Regions from separate parts of the Zea mays genome. Here region 1 is linked to region 2. A link is a contact called in public Hi-C data. All regions are on one chromosome and are shown on one strand. The core of a region is the stretch at or near the end of the contact, and the rest is flanking DNA. Distances in the headings are between cores, read along the strand shown. Region 1 holds the start of LOC542489 (cellulose synthase 3). Region 2 holds the start of LOC100273930.

Region 1 (4,404 bases), core at 162-2,661, 170 kb before region 2:
GTCTGGCATCGTATAGTGGCTTTATGTATGTTGTTATACCTGCTGCCCAGTTGTCAGACGTGGAATTCTGTGATGGGGTTCATGTCGAGAAGACGAAGAGATGTCAACATCTTCCCCTTGTCCCCGCAGCTGCCACTGAGGCCCTTGGACATTGCCTTGTGTATAGTTGAATTCGTTGTCCAAATCATCAACTCCATCCTCTTCCTCATCTCCCCGAACTCGAGGGCTTCCTAAATTTGAACATGGAGATATGTGCATAAGTCATTTTCCATTAGAAAATTTAAACAGATGTGTTTGCAATATCAATTAACAGATTTCTCAAGAAGTTTGAAACTTTGATTCTTTGAACTTGTAAAGCAATGAGTAAGCTCAGTATGTCCCACAAGGAACGGACCTTTGTGCCTCTTGTATCTAGTCTTGCATTGAGGGCAGCACTGATTCCCCTCCTTACGCTCGTACTCATAGCACGGACGACACACTGGGAAGGCACATTCGTTGCACGCAACAAAGATATCGCCTGTTGCTGAGAGCCCGAGCGTGTCACCGCAGATTTGACATATTTGTTCATTCACATTCTTCAACTGCTTAGCCTGCACGCCAACAACGTAGATGTAGTCATGAAGGTGAGATTGTGACAGCAACAAACCAACAATCAGAGGTTCTATATAAGAATATCATAAAATCGAACAAGACGCAACAAATTTCCCTCATGGCCCACAGAGTTAGGAGAAATGCATACATTAATTAAGACCAAAGCTTGACGCATTAGCAGGTCAACAGCTTATTAATACCAACAAACTGTAGGATTCGAACTGTTCCTATAAAATACAGATGACAAACCCAGGCAAGTTGAATAATCCATCTCAACCAAATCCCCTCTGCATTTCCCGACAACACCGTCGCGAGCAGGTGGCGAAGAGAACAGTGAAATCAATAGAGTCGCCACTCGACCAGCACGCCGCGCCGAAAACCCCCCACAACCGCACCGAAAACCTCCTACGCTGACGCAACAGAACCTAGGCATCCCACACAACGACCGCAAGGGCCGCCAATCGGACGCTGGACCAACTCCATCCGCCCGGCGGCGCACGGGCGCACGGCAGATCGACAGGTCCCCCGGCGCAAATCAAAACGCGACGGGACGAAGCCGAGTGAGAGCGCGAGCAGGGCACCGAAGAGCGGGGGAGAGTGGGGACGCACCGCGGCTCCGTCGCCGTCGTGCCGGATCGTTACGACCCCGCCGCGGGAGCCAGCCACCATCCCCCGGTTCGCCTCCATGCCGACGCCGCCGCTATCCGCCTCCTCCCCGCAGCCCGTCTCGCCTCTCTTCACGCAGCACGCATTCCGACGCGAGTGCGCGTTAGCTGGTGGTGAGTGTCCCGACTGCTAGTGCTCTCGCTGTCGTGTCGCGTACTCGCGTCCCCCACACGCGTCGCTTTCTGCCGCGTCCCGTGGGCTAGCGCGGTGAACTGTGACGGGCTCTGCACCGTCGGATGGGAGGTGGGAGTGGGAGGTGGATGTGGGCTGTCGGATTGGGTACGGCCGTGCGGGGCGGCGGGCGTCAACGTCGTCGCCTGGACGCCGTCACCGTCCCACAGACTGTTGTTCAGTTGTTCTAGCCGTGCGCAACGGTCTGTCCATTCAGGTTACAAAATTCGAGTCAGATAATTCGGTTAAATGAAATTTAGGGTATAAATAATTGTTAACGAATTTTAGTTTCAAAAAATATTATTCGAAATTTTATATACTCAATGATTCATTTCGGATTTTACTTGATAATATCTGAAATGGACACAATCAATCATTTTAAAAGAATTTTAGTAGCATTTAAAGTAATAAATAATGGTTCCTCAAATCAAAACATGTCTGCATATCAATAATAATAAACTAGTTATTAAGTTAGCGTAAATATATATTAGTTTGTTTTAAATAATATAATTATATCGCACCGAACCACTTCATGTGTCTTTATGTTATGAATATATAAGAGAAATGATTGAGATATTTCGAGTAATTCGGATAGATCGAGTATTGGGGAACATTTCCCAAACTAAATTTGGGTTTTTACAATTACTATCCCACAATTAATTTTGTAGGTTAGGAGAGGATTCGTGATGTTGTCGTCTCGATGGTCTTGCTCTTTACACGCCTAAGAGAGTTTAGACTTGTTCAGAAATAACTCCTACATAGTATGGTGTTGAAGCCTTTCTTATTGACTCGAGTGTTACAAAGTGGAGTGTTGAACTCTCGTGCTTTGTGTAAAGTGGATGCAAGGTGGCCCCATCCCTTTATGTACTTGAGGAACATGAGACCTATTGTTACAGAGGTTTCGATGGGGTGTGTTGTTCATATTCCGGGTTGTGTAGCTCTTTTGGTACATCATGGCGAATGCATATTGCTTTGTCATCTTCAAGATGACTAGGCCAAGGGAGTGGTTAGGTCCTGCATGTGTCCAAAGCCTTGTCGTTGGGCACGTTTATAAGAGTCGTACGAGTGGTTGGCCTTGGAGTTATCTTCTTTCGCTCATGTCTTGTCTAATTCTGTTGACTTTCTTCCTTTTGAGGTGTGGTGTTGAGGAGTCCCTAGAGTACTTTATACTATATCTACCTTTGTCTTACGTTAGACGTGTACGCTGAAAGATTAGAGGATCATAAATGCACTGGCTCTATGAGTTTCCTTTCTGACTATGGAGTCATGTATGAGATGTATAGTCAGCTTGTCCGAGGTTAGGATTGACTAGTCGAGGTTAGGGCCAACTTGGTGGAGGATCTTGGTCGAGTGAACCCTAGTTGTGTTTGTTATGGTCCAGTCTAACTTGGTCGGGGTGGCCAGATCAAGTTTGGCCTAGTGGAAAATACTAGGTTATGGGGACTTTCGTTAGGTTTGCTTCGGTCAGGTTCAACCTGGGCGAGATGACCTAATCGAGCCTAATCTACCTAGAGACCATCTTGCACGTAATTTCATATGTCATAGAGTAGTCATTTTACGTTATCTTAGGGTACCCTGTATTGTGGGTACATGTCACTATCTTAAATTACGATTGGGTATTTCAGGTTTCAGTATTTGGATCCGGGTTCAAGTAATTTGGGTTTGATGTTTGGGTATCGAGTATTTTGTTCACCCCTACCTGTAGTCGATGGAGGCATATGCAGTCGTGACAGCGTTAGAGCTAGTATAATAAGGTGACATAGGTGAACTGCAAGAGACAACACATCAGACTTATAGTGACATAAAAGAAAGAAAATGAAGAGAGAAGGGAAGCAAACTGCTTACTAGTAGCCAGTTGAAATTAGATTGTTCATAAACTTGAAAACAATTTATGAGATAAATAGATGGCCCGAGTATTAAATGTATTGCTTATATTATGATAGATTTATTGTATGGTTATGATTTTAGTTGTCTATATGTGTCAACATATTAAGGCCATTCTCAATGATGAGTTTCAATGCACTATAATGTTGCCACATCCGATTTAAACTAGGTAACCGTGTACACAAGGTTTCACCCCATAAAACTCTACCATCTCCTGTAAAGTTCTCTATATCTCTCCTCTTAATTACACTGTCACATCACCAAGCATCGTGATGTGTCATTGTATTTAATGAGTATGGAACTCATATTGAGAGCGACCTTATAAAGCGCACTTTAACCTATATTATTAATCTTACTACAAGTTGAGTCGTCGCCGCATCGATGCGAGGAGCAATAGGCGGTGGATCGAACACCCTATAATAATTTGTTCGTTCATTGGTATTTTAAAATTACGGGTTCTTTTTCATCTTTCAGGGTTTTGTTTAAACCCTTGCTACTATTACCGCTGTATAGACATGTCTTATTATCTTAATTCCCATCTATATAAATAATTTATTCCTTTAAATACCATTGCAAGAACAGAACATCGTTACAATCACTCTATAACATTTCGCTCATTGAGTGATGCAGTATGTGTATTAAGTCTAAGTTTGTATTCTCAAGCAATTGCTATAAAGAGCTAGTGAATTTGATCTGTGATGTGTTTCGAGCAAATCACAAGGTGTCTCAAAATATTACTAGTAAAAGAAATTGCTTTAAGCTTTTTGGTGTGAATTGTAAGAAGATTGATGTACCCCAACATAATTATATGTTATTCTAGAAAAAAAACGAGAAGAAGTGCTTGAAATATGGACAACTCAGATTTATAGAGATTGTAAACAAAAATGATGAAAGGTAACAACAAAAATTACACATAAGCAACTTCGTTATATGACTCTTAATCTCCACCGAGACAAAACGAACATGGCCTTTGGTGAAATACTTATTTATCGTAAAAAAAACTAGACATAAGATGGCACAGAGAAAGTGCACGGGAAAACACACATATCTGATGGTCAAGCTTACATGCCTCCGTCTCCGTCTAAGGCTGTC
Region 2 (4,596 bases), core at 635-3,134:
GTGCCGCTTCACCTCCGCCGACCCCGTGCAGCCGCCCAGCCGCTTCTTGGGGTTCTTGGCCAGGAGCTGGGTCATGAGGTCCTGCGCGCGCAGGTGCTCGTCCCACTCCCTACCGCTGGCCGCCACGACCCGCGGGAAGGCCAGCGGCTGCTTGATGATGTTGACCAGCGTCTTCTCGTTGTCCGCGCCCTTGAACGGCGTCCGCCCGTACACCATCTCGTACATGAACACCCCCAGGGTCCACCAGTCGACGGCGCTGCCGTGGCCCTGCCCGGAGATCACCTCCGGCGCCAGGTACTCGTGCGTGCCCACGAACGACCTGGACCGCGCCGACACGGGCTCCACCACCAGCTCCGGGTTCCTGTCGCAGGGCTCGGTGCTGTCGTCCGCCTCGCCGCCGTCCCTCGCCGCCGCCGCCGCGCCCTCCTTCGCCTGATGGCACTTGTGCACGCCGTTGAACAGGCACGACAGCACCGGCTGGATCGGCGGCACGCAGGACGGCTTCCCGCTGTCCGCTCGCCCGCCACCGGCGCTGCTGCCATTCTGCGCCGGGAGGCTGTTGTGACGGAGCAGCCTCGGGACGACGTCGCACTTGAGGGAGAGGTCGAAGTCCGAGAGCATGATGTGGCCGTCGCCGCGCACCAGCACGTTCTCCGGCTTCAGGTCCCTGTACACCACCCCCATCATGTGCAGGTACTCCAGGGCTAGCACCGTCTCGGCCACATAGAACCTGCCACCGTGTATGTATCATTCGAGTTATCTTCTTTTTTTTCACAAAGATAATCACGTCTTTAATACAAAACATTGCGTTCGACAGTGATCTGGAGAGGATAAACATCGCCTGCTAGCTTGTGCATACAGATACAGCCAGCCAGCCAGCCGGCATATACATGTCGCTATACGCGCAGCTCAGATCGTCAGCTTAGCTAAAGCCCTAGTGGTTCCAACAGATATGCTTGGAAAGATTGGCACGGCGAGACAAAAAGAGCCTGCTGAAAGCTATGGCACCGATGCCCGTGAAAAGAGGATCACTAGCCTAAAGTGCCATGCTTTTACAAAAGTGACACTGAAATAAACAAAGCTTGACCCCGAAACAGAGCTCTGCTTACCAAGCCCCAGTTTCAGATGTGACGAGAACCCAAACAAAAAAAAAAACTCATGCAGCCATGCGAGAGTTTGGGAAGAAAAAAAAAATCCACAGTACAGTACAGTACAGTACAGTACCTCGCTGAGGAGATGCTGAATCGCCTGCCGGGCTGCCGCTGGCGGGCAACATGCAAGTCCCCGCCGGGGCAGAACTCCATGACGAGGCAGGCGTAGTGCGACGCCTCGAAGTCGGCGTACAATGTGGGGAGGAAGGGGTGGTCGAGCGCGCGGAGGATCTCGCGCTCCACCTCCGCGCGCCGCAGCTTCTTGCGGAACGCCAGCGCGTCCTTGTCCACCACCTTCATGGCGTACAGGCACCCCGTGGTGGACCAGGGCTCGCGCAGCTGGCAGAGGTAGACGTTCCCGAGGTCGCCGCTGCCCAGGCGCCGCACCAGGCGGAAGTGCTCCAGGCCGACGCGGCCCGCGGCGGCGCGGACGCGCCCGATGGCCTCCCACTCGGCCTGGTTCGCCTTGTGAGGCTTGTGGCGGTGGCGGCACGCCGGCGCGTCCCAGCCTCGCCCCGCCACGGAGCGCGCCGAGACCGAGCTGGCGCTGCCAATGTCGCTGATCCAGCTCCGGCGGGAGCCGCCCGGCGCCGTCAGCGAGGACCGGCTGCTGTCGTAGTCGGACTCCTCTCTGATGGTAGCCATTGATGAGGCTCCAAGACAGACAGACAGACAGACGCGCAGCGGGAGCGCGAGACCGACCCAAAGGGAAGCTAGTAGGCTTTCGTCTCTGCCTCCCAGGCAGCTAACTCCTCTGTGTTGCTATATAAGCAGGGGAGGGGGTGGACGGGACGACTGTGGCTGCCATGAGATGAGCTAATGTGTGGTCGTGTGGATAGCAGGTTTAAAAATGTTTAAAGCCGCGTAAGCCAGCTTTACACTGCAGGAGAGTATCTATTGCTATGTATATAACTATTCCCAAGGATCTAACAGGGTTTGATTCACCTTTTTCTCCACTTGCATGGATGATTACAGGCCAGAATCATTGCATCATTGGACCCCCCACAAGGGCTAGTTGGAAACTGCCTGGCTAAGTGTGTCCTCAAGGCTCAAGCTGCTAGCTGCTAGCTGCACTGCACGAGAGTAAACCCAAGCAGCAAGTATAGATGGGACGTACAAAGCGTATTGAAAGGGAAAGGGGAAAAAAAAAGAGCATGGCTGAAGAACTGGAATCGAGCGATGAAGTTTGCAAGAGTTTCCAGTGCAAGAGCATGGTGGTGACATTGCTTTTATGCCTGCATGGGGGGGTCACATGAAGAAGAACCAGCGGCAAGCCGGCTGCTAGCATTGTGATTAATAAAGAAGAGAAGAAGATAACTGCTAAAGCTTTTTTGCAGCTGAAAGGCTACACATGCACCACCCGTGCAGCAGCAATTACACAGCCACCTCCACTCCCACCTCACCTCACCTCACAGCTGCCCCGAAACCATATAAAAAGATGCCTACCCTTTCCTTCCTCTGCTGTCCTCCCACCTCCCCCTTCCTCTTTTCTTCCTCTTTTGGTACGTGTCTTTTAAGGGTTCTTCATGTGATTCCATTCAGTGGCCACGTCAACCACCCAGCCTTTCCACCCATTTCTCCCATGCCATGTCGCCTAGGCTGGTCACTTCTGCCGTCTTCTGCCTGCGTGTGTGAGTGAGGCAGCAAGGCTACAATAGCGTTAGGACATGTCTGGTTCGTGCCAACACCTGTCCACGTTGAACCATGCATGGCTGGCTTTGGTTCTTGTAGAGCAGGTATTAAAACTATATATGGTGGACACTGCATCCCCCAAATTTTTTTTACAAGGCACTGTAATTCACCACACTTACAGCTGTAATACAAATAGATAATTAGATAGAAACAAAGAATACACAGCCAGCATTGTACTTGTACTACAAAAAAGGGGCTCCAATGCCATGTCCAACACTATCAGCGAGAAATAGCGTTTCAGTCTCACCAGGCATATCATGGAGCAAACATTGCCGCCCAACCGCCTCAGATTTTCTGCCTTTTACTAGAACCTTTTTTTTTTGCGTCTGCCAGTACCAGCACAGCAGCCATACGTCATATACACCTGGTATCAGGCCAATGTATTGTACAATCCTGCATTCTCTCTCTCTCTCTCTCACACACACACACACACACATAGCCAACAAACACGCAGAGACAGTGCAGCACGGAGAAGTTACTGGGGCATCTCCAACTGGGATTGTGGGAACACTGAGAACACCGTATCTTGGTGGCAGATCTGCCTGCCAACACAATGTCTGGTCGGGTTGGATCCTTTTTGCAGCTTGCTAGTAGTGCTATCTGACAATAGTTACAACTGTCTTTCGCCAACAGAAAGAAAATAAATACTACTTGCAATTAACAACAACTGAGTCATCATGTAATGAGCATTGGACATTGATGCACCATTAGGATTGAACAAGCTCGCGAGTCATCAAAGTAACCGGTACGAAAAGAACCATCGTGTTCCCAACTAACAATGTGGTAACAGGGAAATGGTCAAACGAGGGAAAGAAACTAAGATTGAAATGATGAAGAAAATTATATGTTAAGGTAGTTGTGTAACTATGAAAGCATTAAGGCAGTTGTGTAACTATGAAAAGCATATGTGTCATCTTATTCAACATGTTTTTATGTATGGAATAACATAATGCAAGCAATGCAATTACACACATAACTGGAGATAAATTTGTCAGGTACTATTCCCATTCCAAATTATAAGGTGTTTTGTCTTTTCTAGATATATAACTTTTACTATACATGTATATATACATTATGTTTAGATACATAGTTAAGATAATGTCTTGAGAGAAGCCAAAATCTCTTATAGGTTGGAATGAGGGGAGTACTATTGAACTAAAGGATAGATTCAGAGGAGTAACCACATATTCACATTCTACAGTGTTGTCAGTGGATCACTCTCTAGAGACACACAGCCACCTTTTTCACTTTAGAGGACGACACCATCGGCAAACACAAGAGAAAAAAGGGCCTCTCCCACACTGCAAAAGCACAGCCATCGGAATCATTGCCAAACAAGCCCGATTCATAAAAGGTTATCCTGGCCAGGGCGAAAAAGTTTTGTTTCCCGCAATCATACCAGCGCTGTGGGTTACCAGGTCCACGAGCGAAAGGTAAACAAGACAATAATACAAAGGAGGAAGGGGAATATCCATGGGACGGGAGGGGTTGTCTGATCAGCAGGAGCTTAAGCCTCACAGAGCAGAGCGTGGTATTGATGAATAGTGGCTTGTGGACTGCCACCCAGCTTTATTATTATTATTATTATTAATCCATGGGTCAATGCACGGCTGGACCTGGCTGGTTCCATAATAAGGCGAATTGTTTACTTAGAAAAAGGATTAACAGTGACAAAAGGTTAAATAAACAAATGTGGGCAGCTTGGAGATCCCGGGTCAACAGTGTGTAGATTTTTTTTTGGTGAGGCAAGAGT

What was found. A called contact is a pair of places that touch in the nucleus more often than the background predicts.
Region 1: a contact with region 2 is called in a Hi-C map of tassel, with 4 times the contacts expected there. The contact joins the promoter of LOC542489 here to the promoter of LOC100273930 in region 2. A contact is called at or near these places in 13 of 25 Hi-C or Micro-C datasets (bundle sheath, ear, endosperm and 5 more).

Annotation. Positions count from the first base shown.
Region 1 is chr3:11,615,174-11,619,577 of Zm-B73-REFERENCE-NAM-5.0, reverse strand. LOC542489 (cellulose synthase 3) reads right to left here and starts at 1,411. Exons shown (of 14, transcript NM_001305863.1): 1 at 1,201-1,411; 2 at 395-590; 3 at 40-230. The coding sequence starts at 1,278.
Region 2 is chr3:11,444,245-11,448,840 of Zm-B73-REFERENCE-NAM-5.0, reverse strand. LOC100273930 reads right to left here and starts at 1,884. Exons shown (of 2, transcript NM_001148322.1): 1 at 1,225-1,884; 2 at 1-730. The coding sequence starts at 1,796.